7 separate regions of the Mus musculus genome follow, and regions 1, 3, 4, 5, 6 and 7 are each linked to region 2. The links are chromatin contacts, called in public HiChIP or PLAC-seq and promoter capture Hi-C maps. All regions are on one chromosome and are shown on one strand. Each heading gives the region's core, a stretch centred on a gene start, on an enhancer-like site or on the middle of the called end of the contact. The rest is flanking DNA. Distances are from core to core; before and after follow the strand shown.

Region 1 (3,682 bases), core at 800-3,299, 910 kb after region 2:
TCTGCCCCATTTTATGGTCAGTTATTAAAATTGTGAAAGAGTTTTCAGTGAGGGCTGAAGGAAATGGAACCCAAAACAATAGTTTCCTGACACCCTACTCCCCCCCAGCCCCCTCACTCCCCCACCCCACCCCCACTCCACTCCCCACCCCCGTTACAGTGATCCTGGCAAGGACTTGCTTTTCCCGGCTGGTTGGTTGTATGTATCCACTACTCTATAAACTCACAGAGAGAAGGACAGGACCACAGGTGGCTTGCCTGTGTCTTCCTGGGACCAGTCTGGGGACCTGTGACTTCTAGACCATATATTCCAAATGTGAGTAGTTACTGAGTACTGCTGTAGGACTTGTAATATACTCAGGATAAACAAAGTCAAAGAGCTGCCAGGGCAAGGCAGACACTGTCTTGCCCATGAAGCGTATGGTAGAGGGTCACAGACCTTGGGCTGAGGTCCTGTGAGGCCAGGGAGTCAGGCAGGAGGAAGCTGCAGACCTAGTTAAATCCTGTCTCAGGCAGTGAAGATGAACTGAGTTCTCCCTTTGACCCTCACAAATTAGCACTTAAGAACAAGGGGAAATCCCACTGGAATTAAGCTTAGGCCTAATACCCTCACTTTTCAAGGAAGACCCTCACCTGCTGTCCACCGTTGCCTCTGGCCAGTCTTGCAAGGTAAGGACTTCCGGCCAACATCAATTCATTCATTGGGTTCCAAGGTATTTTTAGCTCTGGGCAGCCAGGCCTGGTGGGTGACTGGCAGCAGGCGGAGCCTCCCATGTTGCTCCTGGCTCTGCATTAGAGGTGGCTGGGCAGAGGGTGGAGGCCCCGTGCATACCTGGTATCCTGGTCCACAGCTGCCTCATTGTCCCTAGGGGAGGAGCCGGGTTTCTGCCTCTGCCACTGACCTGAGGCTGGGAGCATTCTTTCCTGTTGATTCATCCTAGGGAATGTTTTGGGCCCAGGTCGGGTGGGGCAGGGCCACTGGGGGGACATCTTAGACATGAGCAGCTAGGGGTGGACCCAGGTCTCTGGCAACATGGTCAAGGTGACCTGGCTGTCACATGCCATCTTGGCCCTCATTACCTCTGCCTTGAGGTCACCTTTATTTGCACATCTTCCCTCTTCAGACTTGGGTACCCCCCTGCCAGCGTCTAGCACTTTAGCCCTTTTTCTAGCACATAGGAGAAAAATCAACAGAGGGTCCTGAATGAAGAAACCGTTAGCTGTCAATCTGAGGCAAGGTGGGGGACGCGCCGCTCACTGCTCTGAGACTAGAGAGGATACTGGAAACAGTCTGCTCATTTCACACGTGAGGTTCTGAAGGAGCTGAAGACTGGAAGCCCGAGGCCTGGAGCCTGGTTGCTTCTTCAGCTGGGGGACTCCCCTCCGCAGGCCTTCCTTCATTTGTTGTGTTCCACAGCCTCTCATTCCCCTCTGTCCTCCACTGCCCTCATCCCCTGAACCTGGCAAGGACCAGGGACATCCTGGCTAAGTACCGGAAGTCTTAAGTTCTCTGCTGCGAGGTTTATGACTCTGGGAAGCAAATCCTGTCTCCTGGGACTGAACTTCATAATGAGCAGAGCTTTGCTCTCAAGCCGCCTTCAGTAAACCTTGGGGACCAGGTCACAGAGAGACTGTTACTTAAGCTGCATCACCCAACCACTGAACGGGGCCCTCACCCCAAAAGAACGCCTGCATTGCCCTGCAGAAGCAGCCCACGGGATCCAGACCTAAGACTGTGGGGCGCTCAGTTCTATAAGGTTAATGGGACACAGCTCCGATCGCCCATTAGACAGAGGAGAAAACCGTGCCTGCAGAGGCACTCGCAGACCGGATCCTTGCCACCCGACGCTGTCCCCCGCCATGCGTCTCCGGGACTCCGTCACCCCCCACGCTCCCCGCAGCGCCTGGGACTTCCCAACTTGGCCCAGTCCCGAGCTGCGCGCCTGGCTGGTGGCCGGCCGGGCGGGGCTGCCCGTGCACACAGGCGCGCCCGGGGCGGGGCCTGCGACCTCCCCCGGGGAAGGCCCGGACTTGGGGCGGGAGGCTGGCGGATAAAAAGCCCCCAGGGCGCCCCGGGAGGCCCGTTAGCGCTGCTCTGCCGTGGCGCCCAGCCCAGCCCCGACCTCCAGATCCTGCCGGTGAGCTCCTGCCTGTTGCGATCTCCTGTCTGCCTCTTGCTGTCTGTCTTGTCCTTTCTTCTGTTTCTCGCGGGTGGGCAGGCCTCTAGAAGCTCAGAGGAATGGGGGGATCCCATGGATAAGTCAGCCCAGTGGGTGGGTCACAACCTGCTTCCCCACTGGACAAGTGCCCATCATGTTAGGGGAGTTGGTTCAAGGCTACATGAGTGGAGAGAGCTCTGGCAAGCAGGAGTCTGGGTGTTAGGTTTGTGAATACACTGTGTGTGAACACACTGTGTGTAACCATTTCTCACCCTGAAAGAATGCTGGGGACGGAGTAAAATAGAACTAGATGTCTCTCCTGTGACTCGGGGCACTAAGAGCTGGAGCAGAGCTGGGCTCCCCTCTACATAGAGCTGACTGCTGGAGATGATGTGAAAGAGGGTTTGGAGGCAGAGGGCTTCAAACCCCACCTTCCCCAGCCCTATATAGGTGGGAGCCTATTTGTAGGCTCTGCTCTAACCACAGGAACGATGCCATAAGGGTACAGGGCCTAGACCAAGGCCCAGAGAGTCACAGAAAAAGGACTAGGAGTGACCCACAGCTAGCCTCTCAGGATAGCCGCCCCCCCCCCCCAAACCTCTAGGAATCCTGGGCAATCATCCTCTCGCAGCCTTCCCTCCTGGCCAGGGCAGGTGCCTGTGTCTTCAGACTTCACTCCAGTGCCCTTGCACTTCAGCCTGAGTCATATAGCCAGTGACAAGGTAGAGTTCCATTCACCCTCCCTCTCTCTCCCTCATCCAACATCGATCAATCAATGAGAGCCCAGACTGTAGCCAGGTGGCCTGTTTGAATTCTGGCCAGTCCAGCTATTTCATTTCCTGGGGCCCCGACCTTTCCATCTGTGAAATGGAGAGGCCTATTCAAACAGGGTCCTAGAGGCATTCTTATCCTGTGGCCCCCTCACCCATTCCCTTCTCCCTGGGGAAGAGAAAGGGCACCTTCTTTCTCCAAGACCCAGTTCTCAGCCCAGTCCTCCTGTACTCAGTCCAGTGGGAACAAATAGGAAGGTAGGATACTGGGAGGCCTTTCTGGAGGGAGCAGCATTTGAGCTGGGTGTTGACATGTGTGTAGGAGTTTAACAATGGGCCCTGGGAGATGAAGGCTCTGTCTTGGGAATGACAATGAGGAGACGAGCTTGGTGTGAGTAACAGTTCTGGGAACCTGGAGTGGGCAGGAAGTATGGAGGCTCTCCAGGGCCTGCATCCTGGTGGCTTGAAAGGAAGGGCACTGCCCTAGCTTACAGGCACAGGTCTTGCAGCAGAAGCCCACCCCTGCCTCTAGGCAAGGAGCCTGAAGGCCTGTGGCTTCTGAGGAGACCTCCAACAGTGGGAACTTGAGCCACAGTCACAAAGCAGAACAGCCTAGCCTATCAGAGACCCCCAACAGCATGTTAACACCCTAGGGCCATTTCACATGTGTGCAAATTGAGAGGCCAAGAGAGGAAACCTGGACTCTTGACATGGTCACTGATGGTAGTTCCCTGACCCATAGCAGGAGCAGTAT
Region 2 (3,522 bases), core at 58-2,557:
ATCCTCTGAACCGAAAACTCGTGAAGATTTATCATGTTACCCAAAGGAAGCCATGATGCTGTTTTCTCGCAAAATACCAAGGAATTGGCGCCTTCCAGCATTGGGTGAATATGTAGTGGAAGAAACGGAGGGAGGTTTGCCAGATCCCAGGCAAAGCATCATGCCATCTAGGAGGGGGTGTGGACCCTGCGCCATAACAAAGCTAGTATTTAGAGAGCACTTACTGTATGCAACTAAACACTTTATGTGTCTTAACTCACCTAATCCCCACAACAACCTGGAGGAAAACACTATTATCTCCATCTTACAGAGCAGGAACAGGCCTGCCCAAGTAGGTCAGAGTCAGCCGGCATCTAAACCTAACTTGCCTGGCTCCAGAGTTAGGTTCCTACTCATCAGGAGGCTTTCTAAACTTGTAACGTCGACAACAAAACGCCCAAGTACAGGAAAGAGAGATGTCTAACCAAACAGCGTGTTAAGAGGTTTTATGGATGGCTGACAGATGTGAAATCTTCAAGGTCAACAGGTGGAGAAAGGATCTGGACAGAAATAGACTCTCAGGGGAAGGAGCAGCCTGACCTGACAGAAAGAAGCAGCAGTTTGGGTGTGTGCCAATCGATGATGACAGCACGCGTGGGAGGAATGCTGCAGAGAGAGGCTTCGCTAGATCCTTCAAGGTCCTTTAGGGCTAGGCTTTCCCGGCCCCGGTTATCTACCGGGGCTGGGGGTTGGTGTTAAAATTCTCAAGCTAGTATGTGCTCATCCCTTACTTTCTGCAGGGTCTCCCCTGCCAGCGATCAAGGAAGACAACACATCCAGGTTTCTTTCTGGGGAAGCACTGAGTGGAGACAGTCAAGGTCACCCACGATTGGGTACAGTGTGTCCAAGCGGACCACTAGAGTCCTGTGCCAGACACTTGGCTGTCAGCCGGGCCTGGCCAACGCAGGAACGTGCGCACCGCCGGAGCCTGGCGGCGACAGTCACCTGCTCAGCGGGTACAGAAAGACCTGTTCTCTGCTTTCCCCACGGGCGGGCCACCGCCCCAGGTCTCCAGGCCCCAGAAGGTCAGGAGGTTGTCCTCTGGGGACTCCCGCCACCCGCACCATCCTCATCACCCCAAGGAATAAAAGCCTCAGCGATTGGAACACGCTACGCCAATCATCCTAGCCTCTGCCCACACCTCCTCCGGTGTACATTGCATTGGTTGCATCATACAAGCCTCCGATAAGATCCTCTTCTCGAATTGGCTAGTAGAGGCTTGCCCCGCCTAACCCTTCTTAGTCGGAAGGTTGTGATTGGTTAAGCGCGTTGCCAAGCTCCGGACGCGGCTCGACCATTGGAAGCCGCGGGCTGCCCCGCCCGCCGGCGAAGGTGAGAGTCTCCTCCAGTCACCGGACCCCGCACCGCACAGAGCTGCTCCCGGCTCGTTCTCGAGGTCTCGGCACATTCTGTCGCGATGGCGCCTCCATCAGTCTTTGCCCAGGTTCCGCAAGCTCCTCCGGTTCTGGTCTTTAAGCTCACTGCGGACTTCCGGGATGATCCAGATCCCCGCAAGGTTAACCTCGGCGTGGGAGGTAAGGATGCAGTGCCTTGGAATGCGAGCAGCCTGGGGGGAGGTGGGCGTAGGAGGAGCTGAGATTTAGTTTGTGTCTCCCTGAGAGGAGCCCGAGGAGAGAAGGTTGGGACCACGAGGACATCACCAACCTACCCATTTTGCAGATGGCGATACAGAGTCCTTGGAAAGAGGGGGTGTTCAAGGTCACGCAGAACAGGTGTAACATCTGGGACACAAATGTTGTTTTTGTTTCTCCACCCAGTGTTCTTTATAGTACTTGTTCTAAAGCAACGATGGGGATGGTAAGGAGAGAGAAGTATGGTAGCTTTAGCGTCTCGTGGTCAACTGGAACTGGGAATGAAAGAGCTGTTAGCCTAATGGAGCTGTAGTCCGGGTTGAGCGAGTAGCAGACGCCACTTAGGAAGCCTGTTAACCCACATGGGGAAGATGTAGGTTTGGTTTATTCTCAGAGTGGAGCAGATGAGGCGAAGCCCATGCATCTCAGGCCACACACATCTGGGTCTTCATTTCTTGATCATTTGCCTTGAACCAAGTTAGCCTTCTGCCAAGGTCGTTTGTGTTGTAGTTTCTAAAGCCCTTTAACTCGAGCCTCCGGCGACTTCGTCATCACTGTTTGGATGTTTGAAGCTCTACAGAGCTTGGTGTGCATTTGGCCACGTGCAGAGGCCAGCCGAGGAGAGAAGAGTGAGCAGACTGATGCTCTCAGCAGGGAACCAACCGGAACTGAAAGCGCTAGAAGGTTAGAAAGAAGAAATGGAGTTGTTTTGAAGCAGAGGGTGACGTTAAGGGGATTCAGAATCTAGGTTCTTAGAGAGGATGTGCAAATATAGCCCTAGTGTCTCTGTCTCTCTGTCTCTGTCTCTCTCTCGCTCGCTGGCTCTCTTTCATCTAGGTTCTTAGAGAGGATGTGCAAATATAGCCCTAGTGTCTCTGTCTCTCTGTCTCTGTCTCTCTCTCTCTCGCTCGCTCGCTCGCTCGCTCTCTTTCATCTAGGTTCTTAGAGAGGATGTGCAAATATAGCCCTAGTGTCTCTGTCTCTCTGTCTCTGTCTCTCTCTCTCTCTCTCGCTCTCTTTCATCTAGGTTCTTAGAGAGGATGTGCAAATATAGCCCTAGTGTCTCTGTCTCTCTGTCTCTCTGTCTCTCTCTCTCTCTCTCTCTCGCTCGCTCGCTCTCTTTCATCTAGGTTCTTAGAGAGGATGTGCAAATATAGCCCTAGTGTCTCTGTCTCTCTGTCTCTCTGTCTCTGTCTCTCTCTCTCTCGCTCGCTCGCTCGCTCGCTCTCTTTCATCTAGGTTCTTAGAGAGGATGTGCAAATATAGCCCTAGTGTCTCTGTCTCTCTGTCTCTGTCTCTCTCTCTCTCTTTCTCTCTCTCTCTCTCGCTCTCTTTCATCTAGGTTCTTAGAGAGGATGTGCAAAATAGCCCTAGTCTGTCTGTCTGTCTGTCTGTCTGTCTCTCTCTCTCTCTCTCACACACACACACAGACACAGACACAGACACACTTCATCAAGGAATAGGAGTGGCTAAGAGAAAATCCTAAAATGCTGTTTTATTGATGGTGTCTGGACATAAATGATACCTAGCATTTTCCCAATTTCTATGTATGTTTGAAAGTTTTCAAAATAAAAAGCATAAAAAGGTCAGCATTCGCTGCTTTGCCAATGGAGAGGAGCTTGATGGTTTTAGCAGCCCTCAGAACAGGAGAAATACTGAAAGATTGTCTTGACTAGAAATCACAGTGGTCACCATATAAAGTCTTTATTTAAATCCAGCCCAGAATCTTCAAGTGCTTATTTACAGCCTAATAAAGATAGAAGAGCTAGCAAGGTCGATTGCTTGACCCATCTCGCAGGGCCTTTGTGGTGACTTGATGCAATCACTGCCTTGCATGGGGTCTGGTGTATAAGTAGGAGTTATATAAGTGTGAGCTATTTCTGTTGTTGTT
Region 3 (3,401 bases), core at 201-2,700, 990 kb after region 2:
AGAGAGTGGGGGGAGGGGTGTGGTCCTGTGATTAATCACTGCCCACTCTGCTTAGGGGTATTTATCACAGCCCACTGTCAGGTAAATCACTGGAAAAACACCTCTTCAGTAATTAATGTGAAGTGACGGATGGACAGCCCCTGGGCCCATTAATCAGGGACATCAGCAGCCTACTGAGAGTATGAATGTCAGGATGCATAAACTGCCGGTGGATCAATAAGCCCAGGAATTCATCCAAGGCTCTCATTTCCTAGGCATCTCCGGTACATTAGGTTCCCTCAACCCCTCCCTCAATCTGAAGTGAAAATCAAGGCTTCAGAACAAAGCGCAGGAGCTGAGGTCTGAGTGACCACTGCAATAATATGGCCAAGGAAGCTGGCCATGACTAGGAGCATTACCAGGCTGGCAACAAGCACACAAAATACCATACACTCATCAGGAGGCTCTCTCAGAAGGCATGGCACACGGGAAACACAGTAACGAGGAAGACATAGTTGGATTTCAGTTATCAAAACCTCATTACCCATTTTAGGTATCATCCAGTCTCTTGCTAATAATGTTACCCATTTCCCTGTCCATATTTTCTTCCTTTCATTTAAGAACCACTAATATAGGGAGAAAAAATTCAATTTTTACTACTTAAGAATCTGGGTAAAATTTTAATTTAATAATAAAAAAACTTTCATGAAATAAAATTATTAAATTATTTAAATTTAATTTAATCTCATCCCTCATTACTGTGATGAACACAGAAAAAGTTCCTATAGTGTTAAGCAAAAATATTCTCCATGAAAAACATTCACTTAACTGCAACATTGTCTGGAGCTAAGAGAACAACAGTCTCATCATCTCAAATTTAGCCAAATTCTGTATGGGAAGGAAGGTTGAGCAAGGGCCTCAAACTGACTCTGTTCTAGGCTGGCAGTGACGGGAAGTAGACTGCCCTTACAGCTACATCCCGCCAAACCCCAGTGCTGTGCTTTGTGGTCAGACTCAGGCCAGAGCTACAATTGTTGGTTAGAAAGTGTCTCAGAGTTACGGCTGCCTGTTCCGCTAAATCTCATTTCATCCTACTGATGGATGGATGGACAGATGGCTGCTTGGTGAAAGCAGCATTATCAGCCAGCTTCTATGGAGCCTCTGAATGATGGATAGCCCTCTTTCTACTTTCTCCAAACCACCATCGATCCAAGCCATATTTCAGCGGTCAGAAGCCCAGTAATATTAAGACACACAATCAGGTTAAGTTACTTGCAGTATAAACCTCTAGAACAGAAATCTTAACACCTCCTGTCATGAACTAGGCTAAAAAAATGTTACAGTTTGATTCTTTCTAGCTGCTAACAATGAATTCCAACAGCTCAAAGCCCAAAGGAAACAGCTGGGCTCTATTCCTAGCAGTACTTGAAAAGCTGGCTTGCCTGCCAAATTTTTACTAGCCAGTTCATTCCTGGGAAATGAACTCGCAGCAGTGGTGAGCATATCTGTGAATATGTGTTTCCAATGGAGTGTGAAGCTATTAGAACCATCAAACCACCAAACCACCTAGAGTTTGTCAGTGGTACCATCAATAACCCCAAATGTGTGGAGCCTTGAATCTAACAGTAGACCATCATCAAGAAAACTTATTAAAATCAGGGCAGATTAAAATCCTGTCCTATACAGAATTTTAAAGCATTGTATGTACCTAGTCTGCTTTAACAGCCTCTATTCCCTTACTTGTCTATCAAATTGCTAAATCCTAACCCTTGCCTGCTTTCACAAGCACATTTCTGTACCCATGTTTTGCTGCTTCCTAAACACCCATCTGATTGACTGGATTCCACGCCTACCTTTGATCTTTCCATGCTACCCTTAGCCCTCCAGCAACTTAAGAGTCACATAACTGATTCATCTCAAAATTATTCCCACTTTTATGGCTAGAAAAAATAGAATGTGACATCAGCTTTGTGATATGAAATCCTAGAACTCGGGCTGGAGAGATGGCTCAGCAGTTAAGAGCACTGATTGCTCTTTTGAAGGTCCTGAGTTCAAATCCCAGCAACCACATGGTGGCTCACAACCATCCGTAATGAGATCTGATGCCCTCTTCGGGTACGTCTGAAGACAGCTACAGTGCGCTTAGATATAATAATAAAATAAAATCTTAAAAAAAAAAATCTAGAACTCACAAACTCTCTTTCTCCTTTTACTCTTTCCCAAATGATTTCCTCTAAATGATGTACTATCAACTGCCCCTGTTCCCCACTCAGGATGGCCTGGCTCCTCCTAGTCTTTCAATGTTGACTGAACCATGGCCACCTTGAACCTCTGCTCAGACAATTTATCTTTTTGTGGAGTAAAAAGATGTCTCGCTAGAGTGTCTTTCTGTCTTTAGTGCTTAGGCCTTAATTATCAACAGATGTTTTTAGCAAGATAACATACTATATTTAAAATGTGTGCCTTTGCTATAATGTTCTAACTTAAGAATAGTACTGCCTTTCACATAAATATTAAAGAATTTCCACAAAATCTTACACAACTAAAAAGGATCAAATAGGTTAAAAATAAACATCCTAATTTTTCAAATAAAGATACTGAAGTTCCAAAGATTTTGTTCTGTTTTGTTTTTTTGAGACAAGGTCTCACTATATAGCTCTGGCTAGTCTGGAACTCACTATCTACATATCAGTTGGTCTCAAACTCAGAGATCCGCCTGCCTCTGCCCCTGTTTCATGAGTAGAACTAAAGGCACACACTACCATCTTCAGCTCAGATCCAAGGTTTTAATGGCCATGGCCACATAAATATGAATAGCAATACGAGGCTGGAACCTCGTCACAAATACTGTGTTCCCTCTGCTCTGCTTCTCAGGACATCCGCACAAGAGGGTGGGTCATAGGTTAGGCTGAGCAGGTGACTGGTGACTACTGCACTTCCCATGCAAGATGTGCACTGGTCATTAACTATCTTAGGAAATAAAAATCAGATAAAGCCCGGACAACCTCCACTCTATTTGTCCTAGTTAGATTGAGAAAATTGAAGAGAAAACAAGCAGAAACTGTAGAATAGAGAGCAAGAAGTCCTATAAATCACCCAAAATGGACAAGGATATGATAGGTACAATGTGTCCCTCTGACTTCCATGAATGACACACATTCTGGTCAGAAACAAAGTCACAAGATGACTGACTGTACTGGACTTCCCCCTCTGGTGGCCAGAATTTGTCACTATTGCATCTCCTGAGTTTCCAACCTACCTTTCTCCCCTCTCCCTCTCAAAAATCAGGTTAAATAATTTCATCATTTTAAAGACAAGAGAGTTATCTCAGACTTACAACTATTTGAGTGGAAAGTCAGTCCAAATTCATATCACCTATCATCTAAACTAACAATTTTATCACCCAGTTTTCTACCAAGCGT
Region 4 (3,151 bases), core at 86-2,585, 890 kb after region 2:
GTGGTACTGATCACTCAATGGATAACCGAATAATTCTGGGTTGAACAGTCCCAGCTAGACTGGAATCTCCAAAAAGACTGCCTCCAAGTCTTTCTCCAGGGGAAAGGTAGGCATCAAACTTGGACGAGACCCAAGATTATCCTTTCTGGGTCAAACCCTCTTGCCCTGCTGGAAGGAGGATAGACAAGTTTTTTGTCTGTCATGGAGATGACTGGAAACTGTAGAACAGGAGACATGCTTGCACGAAATGTAACCCTGGCCCACCTTCTCTGCGGAGGGTGGAGTCTTTGAAGTGCCAGGCTTCAGAAACACCACCAGGTGGGGGGATCCCTACTGGGTGATGGCTGGGTCACCTACTGGGTTTCAGGAAACTAAGATAGCCAGGCAGGAGGGATGAAGTAGAGGGTCCTCCTATTGGGACAGGAATTGGCCCCAAATATGCAGCCAGGGACACAGGATGTGCTCCAGGCTCAACCCCTACTAGTGTCCCCGGAGTCCCCACAGAACCGTGCCCGAACAGGCTAAAAGCTCTGGAGGCTGGCTGCACACAGGTTTGAGGTTTCTCTGAGTGAAATTGCAGCTGTGTTCCTGTTTTCTGTTTTCCTTGAACTCTGTCACACCCATGTCTACATGACACTCGGGCCTTTGAGCTCTGAGCATATTTTTGAAAAGGGAAAATCTGGGTCAGGCCATCACCCTCTGAGGCAGGTTTCAAAGGACTTTCCATTCCCCAAAGCCCTTCCCTTTGAACTTGGCCAAAAGCTTCCTCCTGGGCTGATATTTCTTCTTGGCATGATAGCCCAAAGGTGAAAAATGCAGGACAGCCTCCGAAGCAAGTGGGTGCGGTTGTTTTGAAGCCGGGTGAGTAATCCGGGGAAAAGTACTGGTTGCTGACACTGGTGGCCCCAGAGCCACCTGGGATGGCCCAGCTCTGCCCAACACCTAGCCCATCACTTCAAGCCATAAGAATGTATTCCAAGAATGTACACCCCGCCCCCCCAGCCCCCAGCTACAAATGGCTAGAGCCACCACCGAGTTCTTCCCCCTCTTCCTTCCTGATGCAACCTTGTGTCCCCGGAGTCATTACATAGCCTCAGACAGGCGCAGAGACTCTGCCAGCATCAGCTTCAGCTGGGAGCTTGCTACCCTGGGGTCCCTCTTCCCGGCATCCTTGCGTCATTCATGCATGCTTTCCTAAATTCCTGGCTAGTTTAGCTGACTCCAGCTAATTCCGCTTCCGGAGTCTTTCCTAGTAAAAAGGGTGGAGCGAGACTGCTCTTTGATAGATGACTGGGGTGGAAGCAGAGGGTGGTTTTCCTTTCTCTGGAATCCCAGGGAGTGGGCGGAGCTCCAAGTAACACTCAAGTGTGATTCACACCTCTGTCCCTAGAGCCAGCCAGCTGCTCCCCAGAATCCAGACCGCAGAGGGTCTTGATGCCTCCTGACCAGCTTCTGGGCACTCCAGGGAAAGCCTAGGAACTGGTGCTCCTTCAGACTGGGTGGGAGAAGGGGGTGGTCAAGAGGGAAGTCCGTTCTGAGGCCAAGGCACGGCAGAAAGTGGGGTCTGCAGCACCAGCCCCCTCCCTGGGATGCTTCCCTTCCTGGCGCTGTTAGGTCTGGTACATGCTAGCAACCACGTGTCTTTTCCTTCATGCTTTTTATCTTATTTGGAGCATACAGCTGGCTGAGGGTGTTGCTATTGCTGACCTGGGAGTGCTGGCTATCAAACCCAGGGTCTGAAGCATGTCAGGAAAGTGCTCTATTACTGAGCGACATGTCAAGCCCTGCTGTTATGTTGGTTGCCTTGGGATAACTGTATCTTTGGGTGTGTGTGTGCAGGGGGCTGGGGGGCTGACTGGGGTGGGGAGTGGCTTACTGATGGTTCATTTGTAGCAGCTTGAAGGCCTGCTATGTTAGGCAGATTCACACACAGTCCATTTCAGTCAGGTTACTAGCCAAACCTCCTGCTACCTTAGCAGTCACATCCAGAACCCCTGACCACTGCTAACGTGTTCTCTCCACTGTGGCTTTGCCTCTTCTAAAATGTTCTAGAAATGCAGCCAAGAGGTCTTTAGTGCTGAGGCTAGTTCCTGTGGCCACAAGGTGCCTCTGAGGGTCACCGGCCATCGCGTTTGATCCTTGTGTGGCTGAGCAGGGGCCACCATGTCCCACAGTTTTACTTATCTACTGAAAAACATTTGGGATGTTTTGAGGATTTTTGTTTGTTGATTTTTGAATCCAGCTGCTAAAAAAGCATTCAGGTATACATTTTTATGTAAATCTATTTTTATTCCCTTAGGGAAACACCCAGGAGTGAGTTGGACTATATGCAATATGTATATTTAACTTTGTAAAAAAATATAATTAAATTGTCTTCCCAAACTAGTTTTTGCCAGTTTGCACACTAAGAATGGGCATCTTTTCTTTTTGACCTTCACCTGAAAGTCAGGTCATCTCCCCTGCCAAGGCAGGGGCCAGAACTTAATGAACTGAGATAAAACCCAGGACTAAAGATGAGTTGAAGAAGCTAGGTGGCTTTAATCCTAGTGCTTGGGAGGCAGAGGCAGGTGGATCTCTGTGAATTTGAGGCCAGCATGGAACTCACTACAGAGTGAGTTCCAGGACAACCAAGGCTACACAGAGACCTTGTGGTGGGGGCAGGAGGGGTATTTGAAGTGATTGTGAGTCTGGTGAACCCCTGCTCATGGTGGGAGGAATTTCAACTGGTTCACAGCCGTTGTCCCAGTCAGGACTGCAGTGTGCCTGTGGGCAGGTTTCTCTGCTTCTCTGGCCCTCAAGCTTCTGCTCAGAATGAGCCCTGCAGGTTCAGCGAGGCCACAATTTGCGGTACTTCAATTGTTGCATAGCGAGCCTCTGAGCATCAGAATTAAGCTCTAAATAAAGGCTTAGGATTCAGGTGTGGTCACTTCCAGTCTATCCCAAGGACATGACATCCTCCAGAAACACAGAGGTGAAGATACGCATACTGGTTTGAAAATGCTTTGCTTTGAATGAAGTTCTCAGGCGTGTGCAGAGTATTCTCCGACCAGGAAGATCCAGTCCGGCAAGTAGCTCTCGACATCCTTCTAGCGTCTATCTGGCAAAAGAGGCTAGAAATGTGGGCATGTCCCTAAGGTCTCTCTAGTGCCTC
Region 5 (3,511 bases), core at 204-2,703, 830 kb after region 2:
AACTGCATCTCTAGGGCCAAAGCCCCAAGGTCAGTCTACTCTGTCCTCCTTGGTCCCCTTCCCTGGCATCACTTCCTCCCCTTACTTGTGATATGGAGTTCACGTAGATCCAACAATTTTCTAAAAACCTCTTTTACAGAACTTGCATCTGTCCACAGCTTTTGGACATGGGAAACTAGGAGATTCATACAGGACTGAGTGGTGAATTTGCCTGATAAAAATTAAAGATGAGAGAGAGAGAGAGAAGAAGGAGGAGGAGGAGGAGGAGGAGGAGGAGGAGGAGGAGGAGGAGGAGGAAGAGGAGGAGGAGGAGGGGGAGGAGGAGGAGGAGGAGGAGGAGGAGGAGGAGGAAAGGAAAGGGAAAGGAAAGAGGGAAAGAGAAGAGGGAAAGGGAAGAGGGAAAGGGAAAAAGGGAAAGAGAAAAAGGGAAAGGGAAAAAGGGAAAAAGGGAAAGGGAAAAAGGGAAAGGGAAAAAGGGAAAGGGAAAAGGGAGAAAGGGAAAGAAGGGAGAAAGGGAAAGAAGGGAGAAAGGGAAAGAAGGGAGAAAGGGAAAGAAGGGAGAAAGGGAAAGAAGGGAGAAAGGGAAAGAAGGGAGAAAGGGAAAGGGGGAAAGGGAAAGGGGGAAAGGGAAAGGGGGAAAGGGAAAGGGAAAGGGGAAAGGGAAAGGGGGAAAGGGAAAGGGAAAAGAAAAGAAAAAAGAAAAGAAAAGAAAAGAAAAGAAAAGAAAAGAAAAGAAAAGAAAGCAGAAATTGGTGAGGCTTTATGGAGAACACCCCTCAAGGCCAGGGCTAAAGAGACACTGAGGCAGCACACAGAGTCACAGAACAGTGGAAACCTAAATCCCTGTGACATTTCCAAGCAAAGGGCACCCAGCGCAAACCTAGATACCTGCAATGACATTTGTCACTGCCATTGAGTGACAACCTGCCAGCCAATCTTCAGGCAGCTGTGCCTTCCAGAGCCCTGCCCCTGAGTGTTCCAATGACCTCCACCTGTGGTGACCACTTCTTCTCAAGGCTGTGGGTGACAAATGCAATGGTTACTACCCAGGACTCTGATGCATGAGGAAGAGTTCTTGGCACATAGGAAGCAAATTGAACATTTGAGAAGCTTTGAAAATTATGAAAGACATACCAGCTCAATGTACCAAACTCAACCCACACAGAAACAAGGGCAGTAAAAGCTTTGGGGCCTCTCTTCACCCCTTCCCCAAGAGGCATCCACCATTAAGGGCTTCCAAGATTTCTATGGGCCATCCATACTAACAGGGTGGTGGGTTAGCCCAATCTGGACTCTTAGAAGACTTTAGGAGGGAATGTGAACTGTGAGACATTACGGAAAACAGGAAATGCCCTGGCCAAAGTGCAAAGAAAAGGCAGAGAAACCAATGTGCTGGCAAAGGACACCCAACTCCCGTAGGCAGATCCGCTCTATTTGAGCAGTGGGACCAGTAAATAATTGACAGATGATTCACTGACCCAATGTGTGAGGCCACCTTCCAAGTCACACTCCTTGTGTCCCCAGGTTCCCTGGCAACGATCAGAAAACCAGAAACCTTTAAAAATAGACCCAGCTTCCCCTCACCTGCTGTCTAAACATGTCCCTGGCTGGCAGGGCAGGACAGCCCAGGGAGTAGCCCCCAGACACTCAGGAGACACTGCCTTTGAAATCCCTATTTTTAAACCCTGAACACTTACTAGAAAGTGTCCCACCAGCTTACATGGATATTTATTTCTTGATGAGTTCCAATCTGTGAGTGGAATTTGAAGTGGCTCCGAATTTGGGGAAAGAACCAACCTCCACCACATTTTCAATTGCCCCAGATTTATCCCTGGGGTGCGAGCCTATTTGCAGATTTCTTTTCACTTACCACTTGTGTTTAAATTGCAGTGCCGTCCCTATACATAGCCAGGGAAGCGGCTGACTGAAAATAGCTACTTACAGAAACAGAGCAATTTGGAATAAGCAAAAATAGCCCTTTGCGGTAACTTGAGTGTCTCATTTTCCGTATTGATTTCCGCACCCCCTCGAGTGTGGTTTTCTGGAACTGTGTGTGCGGGCAGGTGACACCGCGCCTTTGTGTATTTCCTGATGGACAACATACAATGCCCCTCTGGTCACGTGTGTCTAGAAAGCCAAAATCATCTAGAAAGCAAATGGGTTCAGTGTGAGCACCTCTAATCTGAAAAGTTTGGAACCAGATTTCTGAATTTTTTTTCTTGGACAGCTTTTGGAATCTTTGCATATATGTGGTGGGATAGCTTGGGGGTGTACCCCAAATCTAAACATCAAATTTGTGTTTCCTATACATGTTATGAACACAATTTGCAAGTAATTTTATGTAGTATTTTAAATGAGCCTGTGTTGTTGACTTCAACACGGTAAATGAGGTCAGGTGTGGAATTTTACGTTTGTGTGTCATATAGGACCTCAAAAAGTTCCAGAACTGGATTATTTAGAAGTTTGGGGTTAGAGACACTCAGCATGTATCACAGTCACATGCTAGCCTGTGGGTATCAGGCATTTCAGGCTTTCAGAAATTAGTGTCAAAACTTCAGAACGGCTGTTTTCAACCAGGCCACACCTCAGACCTTGCCCATGTAATAAAGAAAAGCTGCATATGGCCCTGGCAAGCCCTGTGGCTTTAGAGTCACATATGCCAGCATACTATGGCACATGGGGGTGTCAGAATGCTCAAAATGCACAGTTAGAAACCCCAGGAAGCTAAAGGTCCAGACTAGAGCACTGGGCAAGACCCCAGAGATGACTGCCGGCCCCTGTCACTCCCTGAGAGATGTTTGATAGGCATGTATAGAGGCTATCTTGTGTATACTGTCTTGTGTGTTATATGGATGCATCTCTTGTCAATTAAAAAGCCTTTGGCCTATGGCTTAGGCAGGGAATGGGAGGTGGGACATCCAGGAGGAGAGAGAATTCTGGGATAGAGCCAGTTGCAGGAGATTGGTCTGAGAGGATGTGAGGTGACAGAAGCATGGTACCTGAGCATAGGTAACCAGTCACGTGGCAGAGTGTAGATTAAAATAAATAGGTAATCTTTAGTTATGATCTAGTGAAAGAAAAGCCTAGCTATATGGCCAGGGTGCTTGTAAATATATTTTGAGTCTGAGTTTTATTTCTGAGAGCACGGGGCTGGGAGGAAGAACCAAGCCTAACTTTACAGCCATGGGGGCTGGGGAAGGTTTTTTTTTTTTTTTTTTTTTTTAAAGCCATGCCAATAACAGATAAGATATCAAATCCCAAGTCAAGCCAGACCCAAACTAAGTACATCCTATGTGACTCCATTCATAAAAGTTCCAGAGTGTGCAGTATAGTGTGCCGTGGCAAATATCTGAGGAGTGTTTACGTGAGGGGGGAGGGGTGTGCAAAGGAGGGGGGAGGGGATAAAGTACAGGAGGCATGAGGAACCTTTTGTGGATGATGGATCTGCTCTTTATTGTGACTATGACAATGCTTCACTGGTGTATACCTATGCAGGGACTCGTCGGACTGA
Region 6 (3,360 bases), core at 816-3,315, 770 kb after region 2:
GGTTGTTTTTTATGTTGTCATGACTGTGTGGCAAGCACCTGACTAACTGAGCTATCTCCCAGCCCCACTAGGATACCCGCTTTAAAACTATAAAAGTTTTCTCTTAAGTCTTAGAAGCCACATGGTATGAGGTATCTAGTTTAACCCATACCCCCCACTTTACTATCATCCCTGGGTATCTGTGGAGTATATTCCAGCAACCCCTGGAGATAGCAATATCTGCAGACTTATAGCATTTTCTTAGAGCCCTCAAATCCCCTCTACTTTAATCTCTGTGTGTCTTACACCACAAACTATTCAAATACCATTGAACTCGTTATTGTACCTGCTGAGTGAACAAAGACAGAACAGGTGTCTGCTTACTGAGTGCAGATGCAGCTGTTTATTAAATACATCGATTTCTAATTGATTGCATGAGTGTGGAGGTAGAGGCTTTGGACTCGGGGTTTTAGGAGAGATTCTTGGACAGTGTAAACCTTCCTCGTGTGCGGAGTGCTGCCCATGCTGAGGGTCGAGGGATTCTCAGAGGCCCTCTTACTCAGCCATCTTTGCCATGCCTTCTGGGTTTGAATCATTTCTGACACAGGTTCCTATTACCGTCTAGGGGGTCTTGATCCAGTTCATTTTCTCTGGCAGTTAAAGACTTCAAAGGGAAGGAAAAAAATCTTGAGAGCCAGAGAAATAAATTCTCAAACATAGCAACCAGCAGCAGACAGAAACACTGGAGAGGCTTTTATTAGGGGTGAAGAAATACACCCCAGCAGGGTACACACAGAGAAAAGGCCGTCTGCACAGCAAAGGAGGTGCCCTGGAACCCAAAGGGCCAGGGCTTTTAAGAGTGGGGTAAGCAAGGCCTGGGCTGGCCTTGAACTTGTCATCTGGTCCCTGGGCAGGCAAGTCTACTTGTTAGCATTTCCTGTAGGCTTCTCCTAACAGTTACCTAGCAAGGGCTAGGTGTGAGCCAGGAGCCAGGCACATAAGGACTGTTTGGGCTGCTGCTTCTGCTTCTCTGCCTCCTCCCTCCCTCCTTCCCTCCCTCCCCCTCCCTTCCTCCTCCTCCTCCTCTTCCTCTTTTCTCTTTCCCTCTCCCCCTCCCCGTTCTCATCCCCCTCCCCTTGTTCTCTCCCTCCCTCTATCTCTCCTCCCCTCCCCTCCCCACCCCATCTTTTTCCTCTCCACGTGTTCTTGCTGGCCACTGCCCTTCTTGCTCCTCTCTCTTTCTGTCCTTCTCTGTCCCCTTTCTTTCTCTTCCTCTACTCCTTTCCCCACACCCCCTTCCCGGGTCTCAGATAAACTTCCTTCTATACTAGGCCTGTCCTATGGCTGACACCTCAGAGGAACGCCTCAGCATGGGCCTGCTAAAGCACCCCTCTGCTGCAGCATACCCAGTTTTTAAAAAAACAGCGCTACTAGCCAAGAAAAACCTCGTCAGGCTTTTGTCCCAGGTCAGGAGGGTAAGGAGGAAGCCAGCCATCTTGGAAGCTGGCCAAAGTTATGACCTAGCTACGGCTCCGCCCCCATCTGTCTTTCTCTTGTCCAAACTGCCACACAAGGCTGCCCGTTTCATGATTGCAGCTCGCCACTTCCAATGCCTTTCTCCTGTAGAGGAGTGACTCCTGAGGAGTGGACCGGTCCTCTCTGTTCAAGATAGGGCACAGGGATTGTATGTATGGACTCATACTAGTTGAGGTAATCTACAGGTGTGAGCCCAAATCTTTGAGAAACTTTGGAAAACTGGAAAGGTGCCCAAACTGTCCATATCCTTCCTCCCAGCAAGACTAGCCTCACTGGAGTGTGCGTGAGAGAACACACACACAGCTCTTGGAGACGTGGGTGGCCTTTTCTGTCGTCCAAAGGCACTGAAAGATGACTGGGGAGGATCCCGCAACAAGGAGCAGTGGTCACCTTGCAAGGTCCCTGACTACCAGACAAGCAGGAGTAAAGTCTGAGTTGACAGCGCCCATCCCACAGCTTAGGATCTCGGCCCCGCCCCCAGGCTTCTGCCGGTACAGAAAAGGGAGGCAAGAGGAAGGCGGGGCCTCTGCGTTGGCTCCTCTTCTCCCTTAGCCCACTACCGGGCCTGGGAGAACCTAGTTAAATTGTTCTCTCTTTGGTCCCTACTCGCTTGACTCCTGGAGGCTACTCAGACTCTGCCACCTACTCGCTTGACTCCTCGAAGCTACTCAGACTCTGCCAGTTCTTAGCCTACATGCCCCCTCCTCTAGGCTGGCTTGCGCAAACTCAGAGCCGCAGAAGCTCGGACCCTGGGAAACGGTGGCCCAAGGCCAAGGCTGACACTGAACTGTAACTCCCAGCCCCTCCCCTTGCCTGGGCCTCTGGAAAGCTGACTGTGCAAGCAAATTGCTGGGGGCAGAAATGGCTGCCGGCGGCCGAGGTCTCATCAGGGCCTTGCACTCCTCTCCCTGCCCTACTTGGAAACGAGCTCAGTCGGGAGCCAACGGGCGCCTGAAGCCCGAGTACGATGCCGTGGTGATAGGAGCAGGTAAAACCAAAGAGGGCAGAGCCAGAGCTCAGGGAAGGAAGGCAGCGTTCTGCCCACCGGCCTTGGAGGGGCCTCCAAGGAGCCTTGCTGCTGCCTCTCCTATGGGCACGACCTGGCCGGGAGTTCCAGTGAGCAGGACCTGGGATGGAAGTCCTCCCTGGCCTGGGAATCAGGATCCCTGGGTTCTAATTCCACCCTGGTGTGCTGTGTGGACTAGAACGGCTCTTGCCTTCTGGGTTTAAACCTTTCTCTCTAGAATGATAATGAGTGACTAAATAAACGCAGGAGTTTCCCTGTATCTCCCGCAAAATGAGTGAGTTCCTCCCGGGACCTTATGCAGGAAGCAAAGACCTCCGGACTGTAGACAAATGAGAGCCAATCTCACTTCTGCGATCATCCATTGGAAAAGGAAGCCAGAGTTGTTTCATAAAGAGAAAAGGTGGTTGAGGGGTTCCCAGACACCCTAATGCATCCACAAAGGGTGTCATCTCCCATGGCTTCCCTCAGACATAGATACCTGCTACAGTGGTGGTCCTGCAACATCTTGCTGACTCTCAGCCTCAAGTACTAGGTTAAGGCATAGCCTAGGGCCAGGCTGCACTCCACACCAGGGCCTTCCGGGTCACACTTTTGGGACCTGAAGGCTTTTATTCCCAGCTGGGCTTTTACATAGATGATAGCAGGTTCACATTTTTTTGTGAGACGCATCACACAGCTTTAAATAAATGCTGGCCTGGTTTGGCTTCTTCTTGTGTCTACTGAGAACCACCCTCTCCAATTTGTGCACGCATGAGTGAGTGTTTATTATACACAGACTTGGTTTTTTTTATTATCGATACTAAAATAAAGATATGTCT
Region 7 (3,542 bases), core at 729-3,228, 930 kb after region 2:
CCCCCACAGCTAACTTTTCTTTCAGAGCAGCCACAGCACTCAAACAGCTCTCCTTATCTTGGAGAGTTCTGTTCTCTGAGAGCAGCAGCCGCACTGTGTTCTCCCATTAGCTCCTCTTATAAACCAAGGATTTATCCTGCATGGACAAGCTTGAGCCGTGGCTGGGACTTCTTACTACTAATACACAGCATCCCCGACTACTGGAATAATGTAAGCAAAAAGCATATTTTCAATGGAAGTAAAAACAGCCCTGTCCCAAAACTTTCAAATGCTGACTTTAAAAAACTGTTCTCCGAGACTGATGGGAGTTATCCTGAGAGTTAAACGTAGCTGATTATCAGACATAAGATGGGTTGCTTCTTTAAAAACTGGGTAATAAACATTAGCAATGCCTATAGAGAAGGACTCTAAGCAGCTAACAAGAAGTCCTTTCACAGACATGTTTGTCCTTTCTCAAGGTCATCCAGCCTGAGGGTGTAGCTCAGTGGTGAGTGCTGTCTGGTACATGTATGGCCATGGTCTGGTATCTAACTTGGGGTAGGGTGTGAAAACATGGCAAGTGTGTGCCTTCAAAGTGTCTCTCGGTATAAAGCCATGCTGGGGGGCTGGATCAGTTAACTGCTCAGCAGTTAGGAGCCTGGTTCTTCCAGAGGACCCAGGTACAATTCCCAACATCCATGTGGTGGCTCAGAACCAACTGTAATTCTAGTCCCGGGAGATCTACACACACTTATGGCCTCCACAGTTACCAGGAATTCAGACATACATAAAATTAATAACAGAAAAATTAATAAGGTAACATGTAATATATAAAAATAAATATTATATTTATATTATTATATTAATAATAAATAACATAAAAATAATAAAAGGCAGTACTGGAGTCCTTGGTATTTTCTTTCATTGTATTCACTGCTCAAACAGAGCAGAGCGAGCAGAGTGAACACAGCTGAAGACTTGAGCAGAAACAGAGGACCAAGAAAACAATGCTTTCCCACATATGGAAGGTGGCACTGTACAGAGCCTCTGGAAAGGCAAGCCTGGAGTGAAGAAACAATGCTGAAGAACTGTGACAGAGCTCCAGCCGGGACTAGCAAGAGGGGCAGGTCAGGACTCAGAGCCAAGGCCAGGGTCATCGAGGGATATTTGAAGAGCCCCATTCTACCACGTTCTAGACAAAGCTAATAATCCATCATTGTCACGGGAATAAAAGCAACTTCTGCCCCAGTTGAAAACACAATGTGACACCGGTTCCTGCCACTTCAGCACCTTAGAGACCAGCACTACCGTCTCCTCAGCACAGAACGACTTTCCAAAACCACCAAGAAGGCCGCTGTGAGACAGAAAAGGCTGAGCTGGTGGCTCTAAGCTGTCCGGCGGCTCGGCCCATCACTGTACTGCATGGTCTGGGCCTGCTTGCCAAGCCCCTCTGGCACAGGCTAAGATCGTACCAAGAACACACTGGGAGCCAGACGTTTCCTGCAGGGTGTCAGATTTGACGGCTATGGAAAAACAACGCAAGAGGTTGGAGGGAAGATGCATGAGGAGACGAGGGCAAGAGAAGCTGCCACACAGAACTGCCACGACGGCACTTAGGGATCTACTCTAGGGCAGAGAAGACAGAGAGCACTATACTCACTGGGCTGATAAAAGTTAGTACCTGTCTAAACCAGGCACACCATCAGAGACTTGAAGACTAGAGAACTCATTTACAGGTTTTTCTGTTTTCTTCTTCTGATGTTGGCTTTTGGATGGGGGTTAAGATTTATAAACACCATAATGATTTATGTTATAAAATAGCCTTTAATTTTTCCCTCTCACAAGATATCACTGATTAAACTGGAGCGGCACTCAGTTCCCTAGGGCTGGTCCTTGTGAGGAAGGAAGGTAGCAGACCCGGCTGCTGTGCAGGCCCAAGTACCAGGCCCCAAGCTTAGTACACACTCAGGAACAAACACCCACGATGCGCTGCGGTTCAGGGGCTCTGGAGTTCTGGGCCAGCAGTGTAGTCTCTGTACGGGCTGAGTGCACCAGGCACTCCTGTCTGTGAGCTGTTTCCTCTCCCTGTCTTACTGCTGCCCCTCATCCTGCAGTTCTCAACTCTGAGAAGTACTAAGGAGCGCCCTGCCCTGCCACGGACCTCCGACTCCTATCACTGCAGGCTTGAATCCTGTTTTGCTTTACATTTGCTTCAGACTTCCTGGAGGCCTGACCCACATGAAGATGACCTGCTCCACCCAGGACGCTTAGAAGCCACTTCCATTTTCCTTCCCACATGACAGTTCCTTTTAACGTCTCTGTCACAGTGGACAGGTCTGAATTCAAGAGTGAGGACTGGACCCTCGTTCTCCAAGTCGTCTGTTTTGTTCATGTTTTCTTTAACATGCTCATCTGCATGTGCACAGCTCTGGAAAGATCCTCTTGTCTCAAGAATATCAACCACTTCCCAATCATGGATTCATTCCTTTCAGGAACTGATATTCAAACCACAGACTGGTCTCTGCCTTCCCAGATGTCTTCCCGTTGCTTGGCTTCCAACCGTTTTCTCTCTGTAAATAAAGGCCAATGTTAATCATATGATTATAGATTTCACACAGCCACTAAGTCTCCTTTAATCAAATTACAAGACAAAGATTATTCACGAGACAGGGGGATTCCCTGATCACCTTTCACCTGATCCCAGAGGTTAACATTTTTTTAGCTTTCCAAGTGCTTTAAAGAATTGATACTACTCTTGGTTTTGTTTTCTTTCTTTTTTTTTCCCCTTTCTCTCTCTACCTTTCCTCCTTTTCTTTTCTGTCATGCTTAGGATGAAACTCAGGGCTCCACACGTTAAACACAAACCAAACCAAAAGTGTTCTAGAGCAGCGGTTCTCAACCTTCCTACGTTGCGACCCTTTGATACAGTTCATCATGTTGTGGTGACCCCAACCATAAAATTATATGTGTGCTACTTCATAACTATAATTTCGCTACTGTTATAAATTGCAATGCAAATACCCGTGTTTTCCAATGGTCTTGGGTGACCCCTGTGAAAAGGATCAACCCATAGCTTGAAAACCACTGTTCTAGAGACTATTCCAGAAAGAAAAAATAATCACCAGATAAAATGGAGGAAAAGGAGTGATTAATTTTTAAGACAAAAAAATATAAATTGTATAATACATCTTAAATTATTTTTAATATAGAAACTTCATTTTTCATTTTCATTTGCCAGTACATATATACTAGCTGAGAGCAGCAGACCATGCTTGTAAGCCCAGCTACCTAAAAAACTAATGCAGGAGGACCACTTTAGCAAAGGAGCTCACAGTGTCTAGGTAACTGAGCTCTGAGGTACACCTAGGTGTACTGGTAGGTGTCTCCAATATAACATATACAACTTTGTGCTCCAAATAGTTTCTTTTATGCACAATACCAGTTCTAACTTTATAGCTGACAGCCATTCACCTTAATACCAGAAATACATATTATAAGCCTTAAATGATTCTTTTTAAGAGTTCTTATTCCAGACTGACAATGTCTACAAAAGAGTCTTCAAG

What was found. Promoter capture Hi-C pulls out the DNA fragments that hold promoters and counts their contacts. HiChIP or PLAC-seq counts read pairs in DNA pulled down with a chosen protein or histone mark. Capture Hi-C pulls out chosen DNA fragments and counts their contacts.
Region 1: a contact with region 2 is called in a promoter capture Hi-C map of adipose tissue, with 4 times the contacts expected there. The contact joins the promoter of Loxl4 here to the promoter of Got1 in region 2. A contact is called at or near these places in 2 of 39 promoter capture datasets (the 3T3-L1 cell line and liver), 4 of 115 datasets of contacts at active chromatin or transcription factors (bone marrow-derived dendritic cells, embryonic stem cells, fibro-adipogenic progenitors and 1 more) and 3 of 9 other capture datasets (adipose tissue, embryonic stem cells and liver).
Region 3: a promoter capture Hi-C map of neutrophils shows a contact between it and region 2, with 4 times the contacts expected there. The contact joins the enhancer-like site here to the promoter of Got1 in region 2. A contact is called at or near these places in 8 of 39 promoter capture datasets (the 3T3-L1 cell line, 3T3-L1-derived adipocytes, hematopoietic stem and progenitor cells and 4 more), 3 of 115 datasets of contacts at active chromatin or transcription factors (bone marrow-derived dendritic cells, large pre-B cells and microglia) and 1 of 9 other capture datasets (adipose tissue).
Region 4: a promoter capture Hi-C map of the 3T3-L1 cell line shows a contact between it and region 2, with 3 times the contacts expected there. The contact joins the enhancer-like site here to the promoter of Got1 in region 2. A contact is called at or near these places in 4 of 39 promoter capture datasets (the 3T3-L1 cell line, frontonasal cranial neural crest and hippocampal neurons), 1 of 115 datasets of contacts at active chromatin or transcription factors (bone marrow-derived dendritic cells) and 1 of 9 other capture datasets (liver).
Region 5: a contact with region 2 is called in a FOXA1 HiChIP or PLAC-seq map of pancreatic cancer cells. The contact joins the enhancer-like site here to the promoter of Got1 in region 2. A contact is called at or near these places in 1 of 39 promoter capture datasets (cranial neural crest), 1 of 484 Hi-C or Micro-C datasets (liver) and 1 of 115 datasets of contacts at active chromatin or transcription factors (pancreatic cancer cells).
Region 6: a FOXA1 HiChIP or PLAC-seq map of pancreatic cancer cells shows a contact between it and region 2. The contact joins the promoter of Pyroxd2 here to the promoter of Got1 in region 2. A contact is called at or near these places in 2 of 39 promoter capture datasets (cranial neural crest and liver), 1 of 484 Hi-C or Micro-C datasets (Sertoli cells) and 7 of 115 datasets of contacts at active chromatin or transcription factors (astrocytes, cardiomyocytes, differentiating embryonic stem cells and 4 more).
Region 7: a contact with region 2 is called in a promoter capture Hi-C map of liver, with 3 times the contacts expected there. The contact joins the enhancer-like site here to the promoter of Got1 in region 2. A contact is called at or near these places in 5 of 39 promoter capture datasets (the 3T3-L1 cell line, frontonasal cranial neural crest, hippocampal neurons and 1 more), 2 of 115 datasets of contacts at active chromatin or transcription factors (bone marrow-derived macrophages and hepatocytes) and 2 of 9 other capture datasets (embryonic stem cells and liver).

Annotation. Positions count from the first base shown.
Region 1 is chr19:42,611,173-42,614,854 of GRCm38.p6, reverse strand. It overlaps Loxl4 (lysyl oxidase-like 4), which reads left to right and starts at 2,049. Exons shown (of 15, transcript NM_053083.3): 1 at 2,049-2,137.
Region 2 is chr19:43,522,390-43,525,911 of GRCm38.p6, reverse strand. Got1 (glutamic-oxaloacetic transaminase 1, soluble) reads left to right here and starts at 1,307. Exons shown (of 9, transcript NM_010324.2): 1 at 1,307-1,574. The coding sequence starts at 1,457.
Region 3 is chr19:42,537,575-42,540,975 of GRCm38.p6, reverse strand. The region is part of intron 1 of R3hcc1l (R3H domain and coiled-coil containing 1 like); the gene reads right to left. Among named protein-coding and RNA genes, the nearest start is that of R3hcc1l, 20 kb to the right of the region's middle. Within about 2 kb of position 1,450, at least 37 of the 459 cell types and tissues checked have an H3K27ac peak or open chromatin away from gene starts, as enhancers often do. A contact at or near this core is called in adipose tissue, where this site is marked.
Region 4 is chr19:42,629,900-42,633,050 of GRCm38.p6, reverse strand. No RefSeq gene overlaps it. Among named protein-coding and RNA genes, the nearest start is that of Loxl4, 19 kb to the right of the region's middle. Within about 2 kb of position 1,335, at least 90 of the 459 cell types and tissues checked have an H3K27ac peak or open chromatin away from gene starts, as enhancers often do.
Region 5 is chr19:42,687,908-42,691,418 of GRCm38.p6, reverse strand. No RefSeq gene overlaps it. Among named protein-coding and RNA genes, the nearest start is that of Gm25216, 10 kb to the left of the region's middle. Within about 2 kb of position 1,453, at least 29 of the 459 cell types and tissues checked have an H3K27ac peak or open chromatin away from gene starts, as enhancers often do. A contact at or near this core is called in liver and pancreatic cancer cells, where this site is marked.
Region 6 is chr19:42,751,480-42,754,839 of GRCm38.p6, reverse strand. It overlaps Pyroxd2 (pyridine nucleotide-disulphide oxidoreductase domain 2), which reads left to right and starts at 2,065. Exons shown (of 16, transcript NM_029011.2): 1 at 2,065-2,503. The coding sequence starts at 2,377.
Region 7 is chr19:42,589,612-42,593,153 of GRCm38.p6, reverse strand. It overlaps R3hcc1l (R3H domain and coiled-coil containing 1 like), which reads right to left. Exons shown (of 7, transcript NM_177464.4): 7 at 898-2,549. The coding sequence ends at 2,482. Loxl4 (lysyl oxidase-like 4) reads left to right here. Exons shown (of 15, transcript NM_053083.3): 15 at 1-875. Among named protein-coding and RNA genes, the nearest start is that of Loxl4, 21 kb to the left of the region's middle. Within about 2 kb of position 1,978, at least 11 of the 459 cell types and tissues checked have an H3K27ac peak or open chromatin away from gene starts, as enhancers often do. A contact at or near this core is called in liver, where this site is marked.